Linked DNA regions of Ovis aries: region 1 is linked to region 2. A link is a contact called in public Hi-C data. All regions are on one chromosome and are shown on one strand. The core of a region is the stretch at or near the end of the contact, and the rest is flanking DNA. Distances in the headings are between cores, read along the strand shown.

What was found. A called contact is a pair of places that touch in the nucleus more often than the background predicts.
Region 1: a Hi-C map of muscle shows a contact between it and region 2, with 11 times the contacts expected there. The contact joins the promoter of CDKN2D here to the promoter of CDC37 in region 2. A contact is called at or near these places in 15 of 16 Hi-C or Micro-C datasets (blood, hypothalamus, liver and 7 more).

What each region holds. Positions count from the first base shown.
Region 1 is chr5:12,922,954-12,929,951 of ARS-UI_Ramb_v3.0, reverse strand. It overlaps CDKN2D (cyclin dependent kinase inhibitor 2D), which reads left to right and starts at 4,080. Exons shown (of 3, transcript XM_042249945.2): 1 at 4,080-4,132; 2 at 4,403-4,558; 3 at 5,522-6,471. The coding sequence starts at 4,418. The coding sequence ends at 5,881. KRI1 (KRI1 homolog) reads left to right here and starts at 6,919. Exons shown (of 19, transcript XM_042249942.1): 1 at 6,919-6,993. It overlaps AP1M2 (adaptor related protein complex 1 subunit mu 2), which reads left to right. Exons shown (of 10, transcript XM_060415468.1): 10 at 419-2,525. The coding sequence ends at 853.
Region 2 is chr5:12,788,714-12,794,802 of ARS-UI_Ramb_v3.0, reverse strand. CDC37 (cell division cycle 37, HSP90 cochaperone) reads left to right here and starts at 2,293. Exons shown (of 7, transcript XM_060416283.1): 1 at 2,293-2,489. The coding sequence starts at 2,388.

The DNA.
Region 1 (6,998 bases), core at 2,831-5,330, 130 kb before region 2:
AGCTCTCCTTGTCCTAGGTCTTGAGGAAACCAGCCCTGGGTTCAGATTCCTCACCCTTGTTTCTCTGAGCTTCCCAGCCTTGGGGACCCTACTTCCCCTCATGAAGCCTCAGTGTGTTCATCTGTGAAATAGACAGGATCATGCTACCCACATCCTTGGGCTGCTGGAGGATTTGGTCTCTCTTTGGGATCTTGGTTGGGGATGTTCGTCGGCCCCTGGAAAATGGGAGATGATCACCAGAAGGCCCCCAACTAGGCTTTGCTATCAGAAGCTTCGTCTGTGAGTTTTGGCCAGGAGACTTTACTTTCTGGTCTGTCAAATGGGCTGAGAGCAAAGCCTGCCCCCAGGGGGCTGCCATGAGGAGTGGTCTGGGGTATAGGGGCCCTCAATGTGTCTGATAACTCCCATGTTCCCTCAGGGGGGCAAGGAGTACCTGATGCGCGCCCACTTTGGCCTCCCCAGCGTGGAGAAGGAGGAAGTAGAGGGCCGGCCCCCCATTGGGGTGAAGTTTGAGATCCCCTATTTCACTGTCTCTGGGATCCAGGTGAGGGAAGGGGGCAGGGTGGTTCCTCTTCTTGACCTTGGTGGGTCCCCCTTACTCTCATCTCTTGGCTTGGACCACCTCCGTTCCCTGGCTTGTCTCATCTCCTCCTTTATAATCATTCTTGTTTTTTCCTGGAACAGTGTTGCTTTTTCTTTAAACAAACATTTTAATGTCAACTTTTGGGTGCGCTGGGTTTTCGTTGTTGTGTGTGAGCTTTCTCTAGTTTCAGTGAGTCGGGGCTATTTTTTTAAATTGCGGTGGCTTCTCTTGTTGCAAAGCATGGGTTCTAGAGCCCGAGGGTTTGAGTAGTTGCAGAATGCAGGCTCAGTAGTTGCAGAGCACAGGCTTAGTTGTTCCTTGGCATGTGGGATCTTCCTGGACCAAGGAAGATCCCACATGTCGCACATCCCCCAAACCCAAGTCCCCTGCATTGGCAGGCAGATTCTGTTTTTCAAAAATGATTTTATTTTATTTTTGGCTGGGCTGGGTCTTCACTGCTGCACGGACTTTTCTCTAGTCGTAGTGTGTGGGCTGCTCACCGGTGGCTTCTCTCGTGGAGCGCGGGTTCTAGGGTGCACAGGCTTCAGCAGTTGCAGCACGTGGCCTCACTAATTGCGGCTCCTGGGCTCTAGGGCACAGACTCAGTAGTTGTGGCGCATGGGCTTAGATGACCCAGGGCATGTGGGATCCTCCCAGATCGGGGATTGAACCCGAGTCTCCTGTGTTGGCAGGCAGATTCTTAACACTGAGCCACCAGGGAAGTCTCACAGTGTTGCTTTTTCTGCTCTCAGCCTGGGTCCGCTTCCCCTCCCCCCTGGCTTTGCCCTGTGCCTAAACTGCATTGGGTCAATTCTCTTAGAACGTGCCATCTTTCCCACTGTCCTGGACCACCTGATCTCCCCACACACATACACTGTCCTGGTCACATCTTTGTCCTGAGCCTTGTTACTTCATTCCTCCCAGGCTGTGCTTTCTTATTCCCGGGAGTTGTGTTATTTATGTTCCCCTGGCCCCAGCCTGCTCTGTCCCCCCTACCCTGGGCCACCTCCTTTCATCCCTTTCCAGGTCCGATACATGAAGATCATTGAGAAGAGTGGTTACCAGGCCCTGCCCTGGGTCCGCTATATCACCCAGAGTGGCGGTAAGGTGGCCCGGCTCCCTGAGATGACAGGGACAAGGAGATGAATGGGCATGGTCTTGGGGCTTTGAAACATCTTGTCTCAGAGAGCTCCAAAACCGACAGGCGTGGCCCTCAGGTCTATCCTATCTTTGTCAGTGTGCCCTCCCGAGTCTCGGTTTGCCTATCTTTAAAATGGGGACAGTTGCCAGTTCCAGGGTGGTGGTGGTGGGGTTTGGATAAGCAACTGAACACACAGCAGCCCCGTCTGTTGCCTGGAGACAGGCATGTTGCTGTGGTTACAGTCGCCATGTTTGAGCCCATCCTTAGCCCTGTTACAAACTTGTGGGGTTGATCATGAGCACTGGGGAAGGGGATGGGTTGTGGGTGGGGGTGCTGTCCTGTCTCCTTCCCCCAATTCTGAGATGGTCCCTGCTCATTGTTTCCCTACAGATTATCAACTTCGTACCAGCTAGAAGGGAGAAGTGGGGGCCTGAACCTGGGCTGTCTTCTCCCCAGGCCCCACTGCAGCCTCCACTAAAGAAGGAGGGAAGACGGGGTGTGTGTGTGTGAGGGCAGCTCTTGAATTACTGGTTTGTTACTCCCAGCACCTGACTTGCTCCTACCCATTTCCTTTACTGGTAGGCTGGGAGTGATAATCTCCAGCTCTCAGACTCTCACCCCTCCCCCTCCCCCAGTTTTATATGAAGAAATAGAAGAGGGGCTTGAAGTCCCCCTCATGAGTGCCTTTTTGCAGTGACCTGCCTTAGGAGGCGTGGGGAGTCCCTCCTCCACAGCTGCTGAGCCCAGAGGCCCCACTGGTCCATTTCTGAGTTTTAGGATGGCATTAAAAAGATGAATCTAGCTGCTGTTATGTACTTTTTGGCTGGGGGCTGGGGATGTCAGAGGTGCCCCTGGGGTGCTGGGAAAAGAGTGGGCAACATATCCATTTCTCAGCCCTGGTCATCTCTCAGCTGGGCCCTCGCAATTGCTCCCACCTTGGGCTCCCAGGCTCTGGGCTTCCCTCTCCCATGACAGCCAGTTCCCATCATAGCCACCAGAGGGCGCCTATTAACTCCTAAACTAGACCGTGGCTCCTCAATACAGAAGCTTCCCAGGGTTCCACCCATTGATTTCTGTCGTTTTGAGCAGCTTGAGGGACCGTAGTTCCCCGACCAGGGATTGAACCTGGACCCCCTGCAGCAGATGCGCGGAGTCTTAACCACTGGACCGCCAGGGAAATTCCCCATTCTTTTTAAAAAGTAAAAGTGCTCACCACAGCCCACACACCTGTTCACCCCTCACCTCCTCCCCCTTCTCTCCCTCTCTATACCTCGCTCTTCCTGGACTTACTAGACATGGTTACAGCTCAGGGCCTTGGAATCTGTAGCGCCTCCACCTGGTATGTTTTTCCTGAGAGACACACGGCTCCTTCCCTCACCTTCAGGTCTCAAATCAAATGTCACCTTCTTAGGGTGGCCATGCCCGACCTCTCTATTTCAAAGCCTTCTTTTCCCAAGACACCATTATTTATCTCATTTTGTCAGCTCCACAGTGTATAGCACTCTGAAAATATTTATTGTCGTCTCCAGCTCTAAAAGGTAAGTATCCAACAGTCAGGAGGCACCTGGCTTGCTTTCTACTGGGGTGCATAGTACACAGTAGCAGGTCGGTAAATGTGTGAAGGCCCCGCTATTGAAGGCCTCTGTTAAGAGCCTGCGACGCGACTCTCGCCTCCCAGTCTCACCCACGTGGCAGCTGGTGAATGAACTTTCTTCCACACCCTTGCATTTGCTGTGCCAGGGCTGGCGCAATCTGAGCCAAACGTGATTCCTTTTTCACTCACCCCATTTCCATGCTTTATTTTCCTCACGGTGCTTAACACTAAAATTACTCAGTAGCTCGAATGCAGGACCCCCAGCGCCAGGAACGGCTCCAGCACACAGTGAGTGAATGAAATAAAGCACTTTGCACAGTAAGAACTAACGAATATTATCGCACCGCATAACTCCAAACTGGGCGGTCCCAGCCCTGCCTCCTTTTCCCTCGGAAGTGCCGAGGTCCCGGAGCAGCCCGCGCTACCCTGCGCCTGACCTTTCTCCCCTGGGTCAGTTAAACGGGCCCTCTTTCCCGCCCGCCCGTCGCTTTTGAAAAACCGAAAACCCCGCCATTGTTCGCGGTTCACCGGTCGCCGCAGTTCGTCCAATCAGAAGCGGGCCCGCCCACGCCGGCGCCCAAAGCCTCCCTGGCAACGCGTGGCCATTGGCTGCGCTGGCAAGGAGGGCGGAGCACTACAGGGTCGGGAGCCGGGCATCGCAGCTGGGCTACAACGTAGCAAGTTCATAAGAAAACAAATCCGCGGAGTTTGGGGGCGGGGCCGCGAGAGCTCTGGCTCCGCCCCCTAGCGGCCTGCTCCGCAGCGGCGGAGACGCTGGCTCAGAACAGACCCCGCCCGAAGAGGAGGAGGGAGGGTGAGTTGGGGGGAGACCCGGCCCCCAAGGGGCGGGCGCCGGGCAGGGCCCAGCGGGCTAGCGGAGGGTTGGGCCTGGGCTCTCAGCCCCTCTCTACCCACCGGCTGACAGGGGGAGGAGCCGGCCGGGAGGGCGGGGGTCGCGCCCGAGACCCGGACAGGAGAGTCCGACCTCTTTGCAGGCCGGCGACGCTGCGGGAGGGCTGTTCGGGCTAGCGCCGGTGGGCTCCCCCTCACTGACCGCCGCGGGGTGGGGCGGGGGGCTTCGCAGGCCGCCAGTATCGACATGCTGCTGGAAGAGGTCCACGCCGGCGACCGGCTGAGCGGGGCGGCGGCCCGAGGAGACGTGCAGGAGGTGCGCCGCCTTCTGCACCGCGAGCTGGTGCACCCAGACGTTCTGAACCGCTTTGGCAAGACGGCGCTGCAGGTGAGCCCGGGCAGGCCCGCAGACCCCTTCCCTCTTCTCTCCTTGTTCCCGTTGGTAGCCGACTGAGGTCTGTTCCTGCGTCTCTGGGCTGACTTGGCTCCCTAATGTCCCCTTTCTTAGGTGGGTGGTGGATGGGGTTAGGTTGGGGGGAGGGGAGAGCTTTCCATCTTTGGAGGATTCCTTGTTCTCTGATTGCGAAGGATTCAGTTTCCCTGGAGAAGTTCTTATTCCCTGGGTGAGGGTTCACCTTCTTTGGATCCGAGTTTCATGAGGGCAGCTCCAATGTCTTGGAGCATCTATGGACGATCCGACCGCAGGAAGGAAGGATTCCTGTTTCCAAGGTGTACCCATTTTCAGGGGGTTCTCTGCGAGGTATCCAGTTTCCTGTGGGGGAGAATCTCTATTCCCGCGGGGTTTTCTTACTGGCATATTTGGGGAGGGGGATACCAATAAGGGAGTAGTCACAGATTACATGGGAGTCCGTGTTCCCTTGGGGACATTTACAAAAGGGGAACCCCATTTCATCAGAAAGGATCCCTACTATATGGGAGGGGGAAATTCCTTGGAGGAGTTTTAAATTCCCTGGCCATCTCCATTTCCTGGAGGGGACTGTTCTCTGAGGTCTGTTTCCTGGTGGGGTTCATAGTTCCTGATGATTTCCCATCTGTGGGGAGAAGTGTCTCTGGTTCCTTGGGGGAGGGTCTTAGTTTCCTTCAAAATTTCCACGGGGGTATACCCTAGCGGGGGGCGGGGGGTGACCAGTTTTTTGAAGTTCCTTATTCCCGGGAGATCTTGTTCTCTGGGGTCTCAACAGCTGCCTGAAAGTTTTTGTTCCCCGGAGTTTTTCCTTCTCTTGAGAACCTTGTATCTGGCATTGTCAACCCCTCTCTCCAGTCACCCGTTTCCCCAGACCTCCTCCTTTGGAGACTCCCTGACCCTTCTCTACCCCCATCCCCCCACCAGGTCATGATGTTCGGCAGTCCCACCATTGCCCTGGAACTCCTGAAGCAAGGCGCCAGCCCCAACGTCCAGGACGCCTCGGGCACCACTCCGGCCCACGATGCAGCCCGCACTGGATTCCTTGACACCCTAAAAGTGCTGGTGGAGCACGGTGCCGATGTCAACGCACCCGATGGCACCGGGGCGCTCCCCATCCACCTGGCAGTGAGAGAGGGCCACACCCCTGTGGTCAGCTTCCTGGCTGCCGAGTCTGATCTCCATCACAGGGACGCCAGGGGGCTCACACCCCTAGAGCTGGCACGGGGGAGAGGGGCCCAAGAGCTCATGGACATACTGCAGCGGCACACAGTGGCACCCCTGTGACCTGGGGCCACCCACTCCAGCAGCAGGACCCAGCTGAGTTCTGTGTCAGAAGAGGGAAGAAACACTTTCTCCTTTTGCTCCTCCTGCCCGCGGCCGAGGGGCACCGGTTTGTGGCTTGTTGGTGTTGATTTCTGGGGTGTGTGTGTTTGACGTGCATTTCTCGTTTTTTTTTCTCACCCCTTTCGGTGTGTTGGGCAGAGAAGGGCTCCTAGAGGCAACAGCCACCTGAACGGTTCAGTTTCCTCCACGCCTACAGACTGAGTCCCAAGGGCAGAGCGTTTAAAACCCCAGCCCTCGAGAGTGAGGGAGTGAGGTCATCTCTTCCAAGGCTCTTGGAACCTGTCGACCTTGGCCGGCTTACGGAGAGAGACCTCAAGTGTGCACACTGCTTTCCGGCATGGGGGAGGGGGGAGTGTTCCAAATCGATAAAAGGGTAGTATGAGTTCATTAATATTTTGTTGAAAGCTTCATTTCCAGTCCCTTTGTACAGCGTTTAAAAAAAAGTCTATTTATTAAGCTTTATAGAAAATATTGTTGTGTGTGTAATTTAATGTTTTTACCCATTAAATTAAGACTTGTGCATGACCACAGCTCTAGTGGCTTGTCATTTTTGATACGCGATGGAGAGTCGCGTATCCTGGATGTTTGTGGGGATGGGCCCTGGGGGTCGAGGATCGTGGATGCTTTGGAGGAGGGGAGAGAGTGGTAATTCCCAGGGCGCCAGGGGTGAGTGAGTTGGGTGGGGCAGCGGTTTACGCTGTCGGAACGGAAGGGAGGCAGGAAACCGCGAGTGGAGAAAGGGCCCCCAGATGTCAGCTGGGTGCCGGGAGCCCCGAGGGTGGGGGAGTGGGATGGGCGGTGGCTGCAGCCTTCCCCGCAGAGGCGTGGCTCGTGGGCGGGGACTGCGGTCCCAGGGCCAGGGATCCCGGAAGGGCCCGGGGCAAGGTTCTGGGCGGCCCAGGAGGCTCCGCCCCTATTTAAAGTAAACTGTGCGTAGCCCCGCCTCCAGGGAGGCGGTGCTTCCCTGACGCGTGCGCAGTGGGTCGGAGAGCAGCCATGCCGGAGCCGCGCGGGTCGTCGCCCCTGCGGGTGAACGCGGCGTTTGCGGCGAGGTACG
Region 2 (6,089 bases), core at 1,044-3,543:
ACCCAGCTTCTCTTTGGTTGCTGTAGTCTGACCACCCAGCCACAGGGCCCTGACATACAGTAGGCACTTGGGAAATATGTGTGGAATGAGCTTGAAAATAAATGACGGACTAATGTAGACTGGAAAACAAGACCTCCCCTAATCCTGGGTGAGTCATCACCCACTTTGCAGATGAGGAAATTGAGACTCAGGAAGGCAAACCGTTTGCCCAGTCCCACAACCGCAGCTAAGCAGTGTGTGGCTGTGGGATGCAGCAGAGGAAGCTTGGGAGCCCAGAGGAGCATTCCCAGACCCCCACCCCCACCCCAGAGTTGCCACACATCCAGCTGGAGATGCGCTGATGGGGGGTGGGTGGTTGGGAGGGCGAGGGACAGTGCGAAGCAACTCAGGGGTCTCTGTCTCAGTCCCCAGGAGTGGAGATGCTGTGTTGGCAGGAGATTAGTAAAAGCCTGGCGCTGATGGGGGAGCTTCCGGCGCCCTGTCCCCAATTCTGGGAGCTGGGGCTCCTGGGACCCTGATTCGTTGGGGCCGGGCAGCTCCGGTCTCCGAAGCTGGGTAGAGACATCCCCCGCCCCCACCTTTCCCCCCCTCCCCGAGCCTACCCGGGAATCCCGATTCGGGGTCCTCCCTATACACCCTCAGCCTGGAGGCCAGCCTGCAGCCCTCAACCGGCTACGTGGGGGGCCCTGCCTTTCTTGGGGAGCGATGGAATTCCCCCTTCCCCGCCCGGAGCCTCTCCCTCCCAGGGGCCAGGTCCCCCTCCCGGCCGCAGTCGTAGTCCAAAGCTTACCTTGCAGGGGGGCTCGGGAGGGGATGCCCCGCCCTCTCCGGCCTGGGGGGCGGGAGGGGACCGGGGTGTCCAGACCCTTTGTTTGCCGGGGTGTGTGTGTGTGTGTGTGTGTGTGTGTGTGTAAGTGTGAGATCGGGAGCCCCGCTGGGATGTAGGTCCGTGCGCGCGCGTACCCGGGCCTTGACGGCCGCTGTGATGCTGAACTGCCAGGGTTGGAGGAGGAGGAGGAAAGGGGGACTCCCCCGCCCCCGCCCGCCTACTCGCGGGTTTGAATGGACCGTGAGGGGGAGGGGCAGCGGCGGGCGGGCGCTTTTGTCCGGATGGCCCCACCCCTTCCCGGGGCCGGGGAATCCCCCACACCCCACCCATTTAAAGACCTTTACTCCTTCCTCTCCAGCGCCCCCCCAAACGCCTGCTTGGTTGGGGGGAGTCTGGAAGAGGCGCCCTTCACTCAAGTGGCTGAATCTCTACCCATTCTCCCTGTCCCCCGCCCTGCGCCCTTTAATCTGAGATAATCCTGGCCCTAGGCTGCAACGCAGCCTTTTATCCCGGTATCAAAGCGTGGGTAGGGATACATGAAAATGTGTGGCTGCGGTCGCCCAAGCTCAGTGTAATAGAGTTCTTAGAGTCTGGAACGAGGAAGGGGATCCCAGACGAAAGAGGGAGGGACTGCGAGGAGTCCCAGAGTACCTCGACGGAGAAAGACCCCCTGCGTGCGCACTTCCAAGCTCTTCCACCCCTCCCCCACCTGGCGCGGGGCACCCGCACTGGCCGCTAGTTAGACACTAGCGACACCCAGCGGATGCATGGGGAGCCGCCGTAGACAAGCTAATGAGGCCCGTTAAGTGCGGTCGGGTGATTCCAGAGGGGGCGTGTATGCGCGAATCCCCGCTAAGGAGTGGCAGAAGATGGGGGAGGCAAGAGGGGAAGCTGTGGTCCGAGCCAGGGAAACACCAGGTCTCAAGGCAGGGCCACATCGCCCCCATCTCGACTCCTCGAGGGCAGGGCCACAACCTTCCTTCACTTAGACCCTCCTAGAGCAGGGCCTTGTACCCCTTGTACTGGGAAGGTCCTTTCCCATCAGGCACCATCTCCAGGACAAAGTTAAGTCCCTCTTCACAAAAGACGGGAGCGAGGTCTTTTCGCCGAGGCCGAGCCCCAGTAGTGGGCTCAGGCTGACGTCACTGTGGCGTGGCTAAGAGGACAATCCTCTTTTTCAGTCTCGCCAACTGCCCCCTCTCCCAAGGCTGCCGTAAACGCCCACCGTGGGGTAGCGGGAGATGAGGGGGGCTCGAGGTTGGAGAACCCACCCGTAATTCCCCAGGAAGGGCCTAGTGGAGGCCGGAAGCCGGATGGGGTGAGGTCTCAGCGGACTCCCGAGAGCCGGAACACGTGCGCAGGGCTCTTTAAGAACTTGGTCGCCAGTGCCGCTGCTGAGGTTACTAAGGATGTGACGTCACGCGAGGGAGGGGTGTAAGCGTCAGGGCGGAAGCGGAAGGGGCGGGGCTCCGCGGGCTGTGTCTCAGTGCTGCCGCTGCCGCCGCCGCCGTCGCCGCCACCGCTACCAGAACCCTGGAGGGCTGGGCCCCGAGGCAAGATGGTGGACTACAGCGTGTGGGACCACATCGAGGTGTCTGATGATGAAGACGAGACGCACCCCAACATCGACACCGCTAGCCTCTTCCGCTGGCGGCACCAGGTAGAGCTCGCGCGCCCAGCCCCTTCCCCCACTCCCGGGACTCCGCTTCAGAGTTCTGACCCCCTGATACTGCCGGGGGGCCCCAGCCATTGATACCTGGGATTGCCCCCTACAGCCTGGACTTTCCGAATAGCCTAGGGTTCTTCGATTCAATTCCGGGGCCATAGAATTGCCGGGACCCCTGAGTTCCTTGCCCGCGATGCCGGCGCCGCCCCCCCCCCCCCACCCCCACCGCCCCGCGCTTCCAGTTTCTTCTTGAAACGCCAGGTTGACCTGTACGGTATATTTTTAGAATTTAGACTGCCAAGACAAGCTTTTGACGTGCCTCCCAATCCTGCTTGGGATCTTCCATTTACACCCAGATTTCTACCTCAGAATCTGGATCCTGAACCTAGTCGGGTACCCAGTTAAGATCTTGGCTGTTCCATGGCTCCTCCTAACCCCTGTGCTCAGTCGCTTCAGTCGTGTCCAACTCTGTGACCCCATGGACTGTAGCCCGCCAGGCTTCTCTGTCCGTGCGATTCTCCAGGCAAGAATACTGGAGTCGGTTGGCATTTCCTTTTCCATGGGATCTTCTCGATCCAGGGATCTTTTATGTCTCCTGCATTGGCAGGCAGGCTCTTTACCACTGGCCCCGTCTGGAAGTCCTCCAAAACCCTAGAGTTCCCAATAGTTTAAGTCTGTTCTGCGACCTGCTTTTCTGGATCCTTATGGTTCAGATCCAGAAGTCTTACTCCTCTGAATAAAATAATTCTGTCTTCCCCTGAGATTTCTGTTCCTGGCTTGGGACTCCAACCCACACCCAGGACCCCTCCCCTAGAACAAAGATTGGTACCCCCTCCCCCCAAGGCCCTCAGTCTCATCTAGGCCTGGAATTTTGAAACTTGGGTCCTGTTCAGAATGAACCACCACCTCCACCCTGATGGAGCCTCCAATTCCGGAGGCTCTTCTTTAGCCTCTGGTACTGTTAGACCCAATTTCCCATTACATCAGGAAACCCTACCCACGTGGCTTCCTGCCCAGCCAGAACCCCTGCCCCTCCTTGGTACCTCACACCCAGTCCCCGCCCACCCCCAAGACAGACTTCCAGTGGGAACCTTTGCCAGCTTCAGAATGCCACATTCAAACCCAAGTCCAGGACCCAAATCCATCCCATCTCCCTTCTGACCCAAACTTGGTGTGCTATTCTCAGACATCCACAATGACCCTGCTGTTACAAGGAACCCACCCATCCTGATTCCAGATTCACCGCCCCTTCTTTTATCTATTTTCCCCCAAATACAGACCCCCAGAATCCCAAGTCTGTATGTTCTTTCGACAACCTGCAACCCCCCCCCCCACCCCCGCAGCCGCTCAGCTGTGCTCACAGACCAACAGAATGGCTCTCCTGAGACCTTGTGTGCTAACTTCTTGCTCCACCAACTCAGAGCTCCTACACCCACATTCCAGGGGCTGCTTTGCTCTCACACTTATGGAATATACCTTCTAGAACTTTCCAGTTAGGAAAACCTCATTCTGTCTTCCCATGTATCAGCTTGCAGTTGTTTATCCAGAAACACCTAGAAGCGCCCTTCCTCATCCTGCTGAGACACAGTATCCGTGCCTACATCTAGTCCCAGTTCTGGGTCCAACCCATTACTTAAAGCAGCAGCCTCCTGGCTAGGGCTTCCCTGGTGGCTCAGATGGTAAAGAATCTGCCTGCGGTGCAGGAGACCCAGCTTCAATCCCTGGGTGGGGAATATCTCCTGGAGTAGGGAATAGTGACCACTCCAGTATTCTTGCCTGGAGGGAGAATCCCATGGACAGAGAAGCCTGGTGGACTACAGTCCATGGGGTTGCAAAGAGTCGGATACGATTAAGCGACTAACCCTTTCACCTGGCTAGTGTACCTGGTGGGAAAGCCACTGGAGTGGAAAAAGAAAGTTCTAGTATTTCTCTCTTGCCATATGTGACATTTTATGATGAAATATTGAAGCTCTCCGCAAAGCTTTAAAGCTCATTCTCGGGAACACCTATTCTTGTCACGAAGTTGATCTCTATCACCAGGTTTGGTCCTGCTGGTTTGGGAGGCCATGCCCGCTCTCATACAGCATCCTCCTCTCACCACGCCCTACTCCCTCCTGGCGCAAAACCTTTCCCTGTCCAACCGCTGAGGACCCAGGGCTGTCGTGGAGATGAGTGGAGGCAGGGAGCCTGGTGTCTCCAGCACGAGGTTCAGCTGCCAGTGACTGGCAGCCTGGGCTCCAGCCCTGCCACAGGACCATCACTGCTTTGGGGGAGCGAGCCCTCCGCCTCCATGAGACTGTCGTGAAAATGAAATGAGATTAGATCTTGAAAGAACTTGGCTCGGCGCCTGGGAGGAAAGAGTAAGCAATACCAAGAGTGGAAGAGGGGATTAGCCAAAAGGTAGCCTGGTACCCTTGTGAGCGCAGGCCTGCCCGACTGGGTTCATATCCTGCTCCTTCTGCATATCACTGACTTGCTGTGATCCAGTGAGGGTTTTTTTTTTTTTTTTTTTTTAATTAATTTGACCGCACAGGGTCTTAGTTATAGTGTGCTGGATCTTTAGTTGCAGCATGTGGAATCTATTAATAGTTCCCCGACCGGAGATCGAACTGGGGCCCCTTGCATTGAGAGCACAGAGTCTTAGCCACTGAACCACCAGGGAAGTCCCCGGAAGTGAGTTTTGATCGCTGTGTGCCTCAGTTTCCCCAGTTGGCAGTCTTAATAGTACCCACCCAATAGGCTTGTGAGAGCCACCTTATGAATTTAACATGTGTACTGCTTGCAAGACAACACTGGAACATAATAAGCTTTGTGGAAACTTTAGCTCCTGTCATCATCATTGCTTGGATAATTCATGCTCATGGTAAAAAATAAAAACTAATCCCAAGGCTCCAGAAGGGGACAAGTGAGTCTTCCCAGTTCCAGCTCCCTGGCTCCCTTGGCCAGAAACAGCTGCCAACCCTGGTTTCTTGTGGCTCCTTTCAGTGAGCCAGGCGGCATCCAGGTTCTGTGAGCCTTGGGTGCCCCCGTCTCTGTGTAAGGCAGGGAACAGGGACGCCTGTGGCCCCTTCTCGCCACACCTTTCTGCCCTGCCCAGCCTGACAGCCTCTCCCGGAGGTGTAAAGCCCAGGTCAGGCAGGCTGCCACCCCCAGCAGTTCCACGAGGCCTTTATTTAGCTTTGGCCTCCCTGGCGGCTGCTCAGAGGATGCTGGAGGATTTTGATGGCCACCTAGCAGACACCAGCAGTGTGGTAGGTTCCTGCTATCCCCTGAGGCCAGCGGTGATGCTAATAACCCCTCTCAAGGCAGGGGGAAGGTTTCAGAAGGACACAGGCCTGTCGTGAAAAAAGGGAGGCAGTAGCGGCTGCAAGGCCTTAAGGGTCTTGTCCACCCCTTAAACAAATGGGAAAAGTGAGGCTCATGATTGGTCATGTCAGTCCAGTGGGGTGTGAGAGAAGGGCTCGGGTCTCCCGGCACTCACCCATGAGTGCCTGGAGTCAGCAAACCATTCTGGTGACCGTGGCCATGGCGGTGGTGAGGACAGGATGTTGCCAGCGGTTTCCTTGAGGTAACTCATTTAATCCTCACAACAGC